Linked DNA regions of Sus scrofa: region 2 is linked to region 1. Evidence: chromatin contacts called from public HiChIP or PLAC-seq data. All regions are on one chromosome and are shown on one strand. The core of a region is the stretch at or near the end of the contact, and the rest is flanking DNA. Distances in the headings are between cores, read along the strand shown.

What was found. HiChIP or PLAC-seq counts read pairs in DNA pulled down with a chosen protein or histone mark.
Region 2: a contact with region 1 is called in an H3K27ac HiChIP or PLAC-seq map of alveolar macrophages. The contact joins the promoter of MIP here to the promoter of CNPY2 in region 1. A contact is called at or near these places in 3 of 5 promoter capture datasets (fetal liver, fetal skeletal muscle and liver), 8 of 47 Hi-C or Micro-C datasets (blood, fetal liver, liver and 4 more) and 2 of 2 datasets of contacts at active chromatin or transcription factors (alveolar macrophages and skeletal muscle).

Annotation. Positions count from the first base shown.
Region 1 is chr5:21,708,793-21,714,275 of Sscrofa11.1, reverse strand. CNPY2 (canopy FGF signaling regulator 2) reads left to right here and starts at 2,984. Exons shown (of 6, transcript NM_001185068.1): 1 at 2,984-3,504; 2 at 4,104-4,216; 3 at 4,361-4,476; 4 at 5,323-5,483. The coding sequence starts at 4,129. It overlaps PAN2 (PAB-dependent poly(A)-specific ribonuclease subunit PAN2), which reads left to right. Exons shown (of 20, transcript XR_002344302.1): 18 at 1-416; 19 at 695-892; 20 at 1,367-2,054.
Region 2 is chr5:21,802,569-21,808,051 of Sscrofa11.1, reverse strand. MIP (lens fiber major intrinsic protein) reads left to right here and starts at 3,088. Exons shown (of 6, transcript XM_021092895.1): 1 at 3,088-3,218. SPRYD4 (SPRY domain-containing protein 4) reads right to left here and starts at 3,707. Exons shown (of 4, transcript XR_002344303.1): 1 at 3,553-3,707; 2 at 2,476-3,185; 3 at 475-560. GLS2 (glutaminase liver isoform, mitochondrial) reads left to right here. Exons shown (of 18, transcript XM_003481629.4): 16 at 480-556; 17 at 832-895; 18 at 1,039-1,647. The coding sequence ends at 1,195.

The DNA of each region.
Region 1 (5,483 bases), core at 1,735-4,234:
CACCTTTTCTCCATCCTTAGGTGGTGGATTACTTGACTCAGTACTCGGGGATAAAGCCAGGAGACCTGGATGCCAAGATTTCCTCTAAGCACCTCACAACTCTAAAGTCTACTTACTTAAAGCTTCGTTTTCTCATAGACATTGGCGTCAAGTTTGTGGGTCATGGTCTGCAGAAGGACTTCCGTGTCATCAACCTCATGGTTTGGGCAGGGCTCTTTTCAGAGTCTTCTTTGTGTGGGGGCTCCCATATACCTGATGCTTTTGGAAAATGGGAAATTATGGATCCCCTACCTTCAGTCTTCTACTCTTTTATCCCTGGCAGGTGCCCAAGGACCAGGTCCTTGACACTGTTTATCTATTTCACATGCCCCGAAAACGAATGATTTCCCTGCGATTCCTTGCTTGGTACTTTCTAGGTGAGTTGCTCTGCCTTGTAGTGCTCAGCAAGAGCATGAAAATGTGTGAGAGGCCAAGGGGAGAAGGGAGGACCCTAAGTTAGTGGTAAGAGTTACTAATGGATTTAGTTAGTTTCAGTATCTCTTCTGTGCACTAGGGATCGTGTTTGGTTCTTCCCCTTAAGGGCAGTCAGATTTTTTTGTTGTTTACTGGGAGCTGGGGATGTGAGTAGAGGAGCAGACATGTTCTTAACCTCCCTTTGCTAGGTCCCAAACTATTCCACCTCTACTTCTCCCAGATCTGAAGATTCAAGGGGAGACCCATGACAGTATTGAGGATGCCCGCACAGCCCTTCAGCTTTACCGAAAATATCTGGAGCTAAGCAAAAATGGCACTGAGCCTGAGTCCTTCCACAAAGTGCTGAAGGGCCTTTATGAGAAAGGCCGAAAGATGGACTGGAAGGTGCCTGAGCCTGAGGGCCAGACAAGTCCCAAGAGTAAGGCCTGGGATGGGACAGGGGAAACTTGACTGGGTGGATTTTGGTTGCATATGTGATGATGATACCCACCATAGTTAAAACGATGATGTTAACAACAGTACCACCCAACCGTATATTTGTACTGTAAAGCACTTAACAGTTGATTCAAAGTCTCTATTGGGAGTTCCTGTCATGGCACAGTGGAAACAATCTGACTAGCATCCACTAGGACACAGGTTCAATCCCTGGCCTCACTCAGTGGGTTAATGATCCAGCATTGCCATGAGCTGTGGTGTAGGCCATAGACGCGGCTTGGACCCCACATTGCTGTTGCTGTGGGGTTGGCCAGCAGCTGCAGCTCCAGTTTGACCCCTAGCCTGGGAACTTCCATATGCCTCGGATGCAGCCCTAAAAGGAAAAGAAAAAAAAGTGTCCCAGGTGCTTTTTTCCAGGTACCTTAAGAGTCAATGCTTTTGGTTTTGTTTCTGACAGATGCAGCTGTCTTCTCTTCAGTGCTGGCGCTCTGACCTCACCCTTTCCCAGTGAACAGTTCTCTCTCCCTTCAATGTTCTGTGGCCCCAGAACTGGGAGATGGCTTCCCAAGTTGGCTATACCCTACTTCCAGAATTGGACCTGCTCAGGGTCTACAGATGGTGCTATTATTAATAGAACTGGAATGCAGGAGAATTGTTGCAAAGGGTCTAGGAGCCAGATTGCTTTTTCATCCTTTGCAAAATAGTGGGCCAGCAACAGTCTAGGATTGACCCAGATGAAAAGTAATTAGTATTCTTAATAAATACATGGGTAATAAATATCCTAGGCAAAGAAGCTCCTGGAACCAAAACTCTCAGTTCCTAGTCCCAGACAATGATAGGATACAACAGTAGTAGCTCAAGACCTAACTCAGGTCTCTGCTTCAGGGTTGCCTGGAGGGGCCAGCATTTAGTCTGGTGGCCCCAGCAAACTAGTGTTGCCAACATCACCATTGCCAAAAGGGCCTTTGGGTCCTAGACAAAGCTTGGCTGCTGGCTTCACTTCTGCCGACAGCTGAGAAGCATCTGTCTTCCATCCACTCTCCCATCCCAAGTTTTGTTTTCTTGTTATTTTTTAAAATTTTGTTTTAAACTGCATGTTTTATAAAATAAAAACGAAAAATATTGGGTGTCATCTATTTCATTAGGAACATCTGAGTGTGGGGTACTCTGACTTCAGTCCTCCCTTCCTTTGTGTTGGCTTTCTATTACAATCAGAAAAAACTTGGAAGTTCCCGTCGTGGCGCAGTGGTTAACAAATCCAACTAGGAACCATGAGGTAGCGGGTTCGATCCCTGCCCTTGCTCAGTGGGTTAACGATCCGGCGTTGCCATGAGCTGTGGTGTAGGTGGCAGACGCGGCTCGGATCCCATGTTGCTGTGGCTCTGGCATAGGCTGGCAGCTACAGCTCCGATTGGACCCCTAGCCTGGGAACCTCCACATGCCGCAGGAGCGGCCCAAGAAATGGCAAAAAGACAAGAAAAAAGAAAAAACTAAGGCTTTCAAATTCCCACCTAGAAGTGAAGATAAAGCTCTAGAGTCCAAAATTAAGAATATTGGGAGTTCCCATTGTGGCTCAGAGGTAACGAACCCAACTAGGATCCATGAGGATGCATGTTTGATCCCTAGTTTCGCTCAGTGGGTTAAGGATCCAGCGTTGCCATGAGCTGTGGTGTAGGTTGTAGACGTGGTTCCAATTCTGAGTTGCCATGGCTGTGGTGTAAACCAGCAGCTGAAGCTCCAGTTCAACCCCTAGCTTGGGAACTTCCATATGCCACAGATGCAGCCCTAAAAGCAAAAAAAAAAAAAAAAAAAAAAAAAAAAATCTTAGAAAAAATTAAGGATATTGGAGGAGTATAATTAGGTCTATATGGGCAGTGTTTGGTCTTTGCTGTGGCTGCCCAGCACCCTAAGGTTGGGTTCTTTTAAGAGGTGCATTATGATTTCCCTATTAAATGTATGAAAGGGAATTTGGAGAACCTTACAAACTACAGGTCCCAGGATATCTGATCTTTGGCTACCAGCAAAGAGCCTGTGTGGTGCCGCGGTGCTTCCTGGGAGATGCAGTTTCCCGGGCATTGAAACCTGGGCTTCTTACTAGCTAGCAGCGCACCTTTCTTTTTGAAGGCTCGAACCCATCTAGACTGCCATGCGCGAGCCTGAGGGCCTCGGTGCACCACGTCGGGCTCTGTCCTTGCTTCTAGCCACTCCTATTCCTCGGCTGACCCCTGGTGGTCACGTGGAACTGCTCGCCACGCAAGTCTGGGTCCTGCAATCCGCTGGGGTCCTCGCTGCCTGAGAGCCGCTCCTACGCTGCCTGTTCGCGCGAGAGTTTGGAGGGGCGGGTTTGGGGTCGGTCTCTAGGGTGGGATTCTTACCGCAGCGCATCTGGGCCCTGATTAGGCAGGCGTCCACTTAGGGTCGGAAAAGCTGGCTCAGGCAGTCGCTGGGGCACCCCGTGTCTAGAAAGTGCAGGAGCGCTCTGGAGAAGCTTGGACAGCCCCGCGCTCCCGCAGCCAGGTGCTAGGTTTGAGAGCAAAAGTGAGAGTCCGGCTGTATTCCAGCGCCTGGGCCACCGCGGCGGCCCTGGGAGCAGAGGTGGGACGGACGCGAGTGGCAGTGAGGGTCGGGGTTGGACTGGAGCGAAAGCAATGGCGGGGTCTTTAGAAAGGGGGCTGGTCCGTACAGGGAATAGTCTATAGGCTGGAGGTGGGATGCAGCAGTCTTTGATGCTGGCTTCAAATAGGCCCTAGTTATTGAATGCTTTTTCTTGCCAGCCAGCCACCTCGCTACCTCCTGGCCAGAATCAGCTACTCCTTGCCAGCAGCTCCTCTGCTTGTCGTCCTTGCCTGATCGCCAGCCACAGACCCATAGCCGTCATCCACATAGCCCTATGAATCGTAGGCAGCCGAAGCTTAAGTACCAACATCTAAGGCCTCACTTGCCCACGTAGTGTCTGGGGCTAAGCCCCAAGTCCCGAGTTTGCGCTCTTTACCCACCGCCCCCGGGGATTCCGGTTGCTCGAACGCCGGAACAGAGGAGCTCCTTTGTGTCCGGGCCATTTCCTGGAAAGTGGAGCCAGATCACACTGAGCCCTTTGTAGGCCTTGGGAGGGGAGGTGGGGGGGGGGTGGTCGGAGGACGGGGAGAAATGGAGCTGTCTCCTCACACCTATGCTTTATTCCATTCCAAACCCAGGTGGAGCAACCCCATTGCGCTAAAGATGAAAGGCTGGGGTTGGCTGGCCCTGCTTCTAGGGGCCCTGCTGGGAACTGCCTGGGCTCGAAGGAGCCAAGATCTACACTGTGGAGGTAAAGGCACAAAAGAAGAAATGGGAGGAAGGGAGGTGGGGATGATAGAGCCTTGGGAGGGCAAGGAATCCAAGGCCCGAGAAAAGGATGAGTGGAAATCCCTGGGTTGATTCCTTTCTCCCCCTCTCCCTCCACTTGCACCAGCTTGCAGGGCTCTGGTGGATGAACTAGAGTGGGAAATTGCTCAGGTGGATCCCAAGAAGACCATTCAGATGGGCTCTTTCCGAATCAATCCAGATGGCAGCCAGTCAGTGGTGGAGGTAACTGTGACTATTCCCCCGAATAAAATAACTCACTCTAACTTTGAAGGAGAAACTCAACTAATTAAGAAGGACCATAGTTTGATAGAAATGAAGAAAACATTGACCCACAGAGGCATCTAAAAGATTGGGCTGTCTCATTTGGAGGAGGTTGAAGGTTTATACCCTTATGCATTTGCCTCCTGGCTCCAAACCTAATAATTTTTTTTTGGTATAGAAGTTTTAGCAGAGAGGGAACCTTGACCAACCCCCTTCTCCACATCCTTAATCTTTATGACTTGTGTTTTTACTATGGCAGCATACATAAAAACATTTGGGGGGGGCGGGGAAACTTATCCTTATATTTAGGAAATTTACTTTAGTTGAAATATAACACACAGACACAAAGCTGTATCTAGTGAGCACTTGAGAAAGGTTAAGGTCATGAATGCTTGTGAAATGCTTTAACAGTTGTTATCCTCAAAGCCTATGCTACCTCTCAGTGTTCTTTCTTAAGGGTAGGTATTAGTCTCATTTTCATACAAAAAAGAAAGTCAGTACCTTACAGCCCTAAGAATTAAAGGAATTCAAAGGAAGAGAACGTGTAGTTAATTAGGGTTAGTCAAAGAGGTTGTTTTATAATTTGGAGCTAATGACACCTATGTTACGTTTTAGGCTTGTATAATGAGGTAAAATAGTTTCACATATTTGAAAATACTTTGGAACTGTACAAATCATACTGTTTTTAAATTAGGACAGCCTTTTTAGAATAGATTGGTTGGGCTAGATTTGGAAGGAAAAGTAAGGACACAAATTACTAATGTACAGAGGTAGAAGAATGTGACCCAAGGCTGAGGACATTTCTAGGTGCCTTATGCTCGCTCAGAGGCCCACCTCACAGAGCTGCTAGAGGAGGTATGTGACCGGATGAAGGAGTATGGGGAACAGATTGATCCTTCCACCCACCGCAAGAACTACGTGCGTGTAGTGGGCCGGAATGGAGAGTCCAATGAACTGGACCTACAGGG
Region 2 (5,483 bases), core at 1,839-4,338, 94 kb before region 1:
ACACAGCATCTGTGACCTACACCACAACTCAATGAGCAAGGCCGGGGATCAAACCTGTGTCCTCCTGGATACTAGTCAGATTCGTTTCCACTGAGCCACAACAAACTCCAGCCATGACAGGAATTCCAAAGAACTTAATTAATGGTGGTCACTGTTATGAATACCCTGGGTGTTAAAAGGAGAGTTCTAGGTGGTAGGTAAGTACCCTGCCTCAAATGGGTTACCAACATCAACAGACATGTCCTGGGCCCCTACTACAGGTAGGCAGTGATGTTTCTGGAACCATCACACTCTCATCCCTCTGATGCAAGAGTAAGTCTCACCTGGGTAGAGAACACAGATAGTATGAGGTCTACAGATCTTGGCATAAGTTCTGTTTGGCTTTTTCTGGAACCCATTCAGACTGACCCCACTTCAGAAAGGATACCACTGATTCTAGGCTAAACTGGGTAACTCCAGCTACTTTCCACTCACCTCAGGTTTGCCTTGTCAGCCATGGACATGGAACAGAAAGACTATGACTCCCGCACAGCTCTGCATGTTGCTGCAGCTGAAGGTATCTGAAGGTTAAATAAGAGGGGAAGCAGATCCTAAGACCTTTCTTTCTAGCGAGTATCCCCCATGGTATGTGCCAAGTTTATAGAGGCACCAACCAGTTTTGTCCAGATGCCCATCAGTTTGCCAGATGACTGTTACTGGGTGGCCCAGGAAGCAAAAATCGGATGAGGCATTTCCCCTTCCCCTCTTAGTTCAGACTCCAGCTGTACTAACGGGAACACCAAAAGAGTCAGGATCTATACCCTCTCATTTTCCTTCTACCCATTTTCCTAGGACACACTGATGTTGTTAAATTCCTGATTGAAGCTTGCAAAGTGAATCCATTTGTCAAGGACAGGTGAGTAGGATTAAGCTAAAAGAGGAGATGGGAGGTGAGCAGCAGCTCCTCCACCACTGCCTCCAGCCACAACAGTTATGTCTATAACCAAGGCACTCCTGATGTCTTCTTTGCCTGATCGTACTCTTCGTTCCTCCTCTCAGGTGGGGCAACATTCCCATGGATGATGCTGTGCAGTTCAACCACCTGGAGGTGGTGAAACTGCTACAAGATTACCAGGACTCATACACCCCATCCGAGACTCAGGCTGAAGCAGCAGCTGAGGCCTTGTCCAAAGAGAACTTGGAGAGCATGGTGTGAGCATGGGGCATGCATGGTCCCTGCACAAAAACAAGCACCAACTGACCACACACTTAACACATAACCACCAAATGCTACAGAGAGCTGTGCTGCTTCAGTGAGGACCAAGACTTAGGCCAGTGCTTTCTGAGAGTCAAAATACCCCATTCCCTTGGCAGACAGAGCTTAGAGAAGTGCCTTTGTGGACACCTGATGTAGAATTATCCATGGAGACTGTGGGCTTCTTCAAGGGACAAGCCAATAGCTTAGCCCACTCTGAATCATTCCAGGTCTTTACCCAGGTCCCCTCCTCTGAGAGACAGAAGAGGGAGGGAGGGAGGGAGAGGGGCAGGCTTTAGTAGTCTGGAGAGATGTGCCCTCCTTAGCTAGGAAATGCTGCTGCTACCACTAAGAGCAATTTTATAGACAGAGAAAGTATTTTGTGCTCAAATAAACTTTAATTACACAAATCATTTTTGCTAGACCCAGTCCTTCTCTTTCTCTCCTAGGGGCATCCAGCTGCATCACCATCATAAAGGTAGAATAAGATGGAACCACAGGGTCAGAAAAAGCCCAACAATACATATTTTACATACATACTCACCCCACAAAGTTTTCCTCAATCCCAAATACTGCTTTAGGTTAAGTGTATTCTGCTGCCAAGTAAATGCTTGGGTCTGGGCAGGCCCCAAAATGGACTGTGCAAGACCTCAGGCCTCCCTCCTCCCTCTGGAAGTTACAACTATAGCAGAAATGAAGACAGAACTTCTCAAGAATAAAGTTTCTAGCACTAATCCCCTCAGCATCCCCCAAGTGTCTCTTCCCCCCAGTCATGATTTTAACTGGCCCAATGACTACAAGACTGACCAGGCGTTAGAGGTTTACAAATTAAGGCAGATGGACTCGGGGTGAGAAGAGCTACAGCTGTGTGGGGCTGAGAGTCTGTAACATTGAGATATAGAAAGGAAGGCTGTTAACATTCTGACACAGTCTGTAAAGCACTTTCTGAGGGAGCCAGAGCCCAGACTCTGTGTACTGTACAGAAAGGGCCAAGTCATTGACTGCACCACTCCTTCAGCCAGAGGTAGAAAGGATTTACTCTGGAGAGATTCCGTAGAGCCCCCAAAACAAGTTATGTGTGGGCAAAGGGAGGAAGAGGTAGCACAGTGATGAATAAATTCTAACAAAGCTGAAAGGTAAGACTCCAGGACTGAATACAGTCTGAGAAAGTACATTCATGGTAGCCTAGGAAATTGGCAGTAGTTTGGGGGAGGGGAGAGGGTGGCTGGCTGTATGCCTACCTTTCACAGGACGGGAAACAAAGACGACTGAGATATTGCACAGAGGACCTGTCACTGAACTAGTGACAGGTGGGAGCTGGTACTTGCTTGGGCCACAATTAAAAGGTTTCGGACACTTTTTGAGCAGGAGGCTGGCCAAGAGCATGATTAGGGACTTCAGTGATGGACATATTAGAGGCCTTCTGGTACCTCAAGCCCTGAGTGAGTCAGCAGTTCTCCATCCCAAAGGGCAAAGGCAGGCACCACTGGACCCCGGAAATCTGTCTGTAGTGTATGGACCACAGCAACCCGGTTCACATCCACCAGGCTCAGCTTCTGGGCCTCATACTCCAGCAGCAGCCCCACCTTCTCTGGCTGCCCAATGCCCTCAATAGGGGCCTTCTCGTTGGCCAACATGGTGTGCCACTTGCGCTGGGCATAGGTGAACACCCAGGAACGGTCGTCAACACCGATGCAGCTATCCCGGGACATGTCCACATCTGCCACTCCTATCCGGAATTGCTGTGAGCGCTTCACTGTCACCTCCCAGTAGTGTCTGCCACTGGTGATCGCTGTGTCTGCCAACACCACTGCCCACTCCCGGAAGCGCTCCACATTCAGGGCCAATTTTGTGGGCTCCAATCCCACCATGCCATATTTGACACCTGTGTCACTTTTGAAGAGGGCCAAGCTGCTGTGGGCTGTCTTTTCTTCCAGTTTGAAACTGACGCCTGCCGGGCAGAGAAGAGAAACGGGATAATGAGGTGAGCTAGAACTCTAGAGCTAGCGACATACACATATTCTGATCTGAAGCAGACAGTCATGAGATTACCAGGAAACGTGAATCAGAATTTCAAGCGAGAACGACAGTGGGGGCACTTTAGTATGGATAGCCCAAGAAGCCGAAAAGCTTGGACTGGGAAAGCCCTAGAATTTAAGGAAACCAGAGAAGGTCCCAAGTTTGGAATCTCAAGACCAACGCAGATGGGGGAGGGGAAACGAATCGAAGGGACTGGAGTTGTTTCTCTGAGCAGGCTCTAAGAATAACAGACCGAAACTACCTTGGAAGTGAAAGAGAATAAAAGGGGGTAATCCTACCTCTGCGGGTTTCCGCGGCAGCAATCCCTAACCTTTTGGCTCCCCAGCGGCACAGGCACAGTGGACGTGCAAAGGGCAGCGCCATCTTGCGCTCCGGATGAAGAGGACACGCCCCCCATCTGAGACCCTGCTTTCCTCCCGCGGGTTCCCATCACACGTTGCGCGCAAGGGGCGTCGCGCGGTGTGATGACGTAGGGGAGCCAGCGCCTGGCAGGGAGCCGCCATTTTAGTGAGTTCTGTTTGGTTTCACCCGTGCTTGGTCCAATTTATAAAGTTTTTCTGCAGAGAGGAAAGCTGCTCACGTTTTAACTAAATAGGATCTTTAGAAAAAGGATGTAGCAAAATGGCTAGACGTACAGATCTTAGAATTAAACAGTAATTAGGAGTTCCCGTCGTGGCTCAGTGGTTAACGAATCCGACTAGGAACCATTCAGTTGAGGGTTCGGTCCCTGCCCTTGCTCAGTGGGTCGACGATCCAGCGTTGCCGTGAGCTGTGGTGTAGGTCGCAGACGCGGCTCGGATCCCGCGTTGCTGTGGCTCTGGCGTAGGCTGGCAGCTACAGCTCCGATTCGACCCCTAGCCTGGGAACCTCCATATGCCGCGGGGAGCGGCCCAAGAAATGGCAAAAAGACAACAACAACAACAAAAAAGAATTAAGCAATAATTGGATTCGAACCCGGCTCCTCTGTTTGGCTTTGGGCAAATCAGTTAACTTCTCTAAGCCTTAATGGTTTCACTTGTAGAACAGAAAAATGTCTAGCCGTCAGGCCCTAGTAAAAATTAAACCAGAGAACAATCTAGGATACATCTTGACAAATAGCAACCACTGGGTAAGTGGTTGTACTAATAAATACTGAGTACTATAAATGTTGGTTTTGTGTTTTCAGCGCTGGCAATGGAAGGTTTAACAACAGAGAAATATCACTATTTTGGTTCAGAATGGAACTTAGGAGATGGGTGATTATGGCGGGCCTACATTTTTAACATTTTTATTTTCTTGATATTCTACATCCCTGCGTTTCAGACTGTTCACTTCAGGTGGGAGAGCCCCAGTTTCCTCAAGATCTCAACATTCTGCTGGCCAGCCCAATAAAATTTCCCTGCTTTAGCATTACAACCACCCATGCTGTGGATATGTCCCTTGCTCAGGCCACTGTTATCCTTGATATGAATTGGGGCTTTTTTGTTTTAAATGTAACCTGGGAGTTCCTGATGTTGTGCAGTGGTTAAGGATATGGATTGTCTCTGTGGCCCAGGTCCCTGCTGCAGATCCCTCCTCCAAGGAACTTCCATATGCTATGGTGCGGCCAAAAATAAAGCTAAATAAATGAATGAATGTAGTAGCTTATAAACTGGTCTCCAGTTTCCATCCGACTGCTTTAATCCAATGTCCACACTACAGAGTGATTTTATGTCACAAATCTGATGATGCACTCCTCTAACTAAAATCTTTCAATGTATCTGCACCAAATTTGCTGGCATTGTCATAAAGCTTTACATGATAGGACTGCTGCCTACCATCGTCTTTCTCACCAGAGTCCCTCTTTCAAAGGTCTGCAATCTAGTGGAGAGATAGATGAGAATATTGGCAGCTGCAATCTGATGCGATACAGGCAAAGGAGAATACATTACTCTAACATATGAGGGTGTGTTGGAGAGAGACTTCCCAGAAACCATAGCTATAGTTTGCAAAGCAAAAATGGTTAAGCAGGAGTTCCCATTGTGGCTCAGTAAGTTAGGGATCAGACTAGTGGAGTCCCTATTGTGGCTCAGTGGTTAACAAACCCTACTGGTATCTGTGAGTACTCCGGTTCAATCCCTTGCCTCGTCCAGTGGGTTAAGTTTCCAGTGTTGCTGTGAGCTGTAGTGTAGGTCGAAGACGCAGCTCAGATCCCGAGTTGCTGTGGCTGTGGTGTAGGCCAGCAACAGAC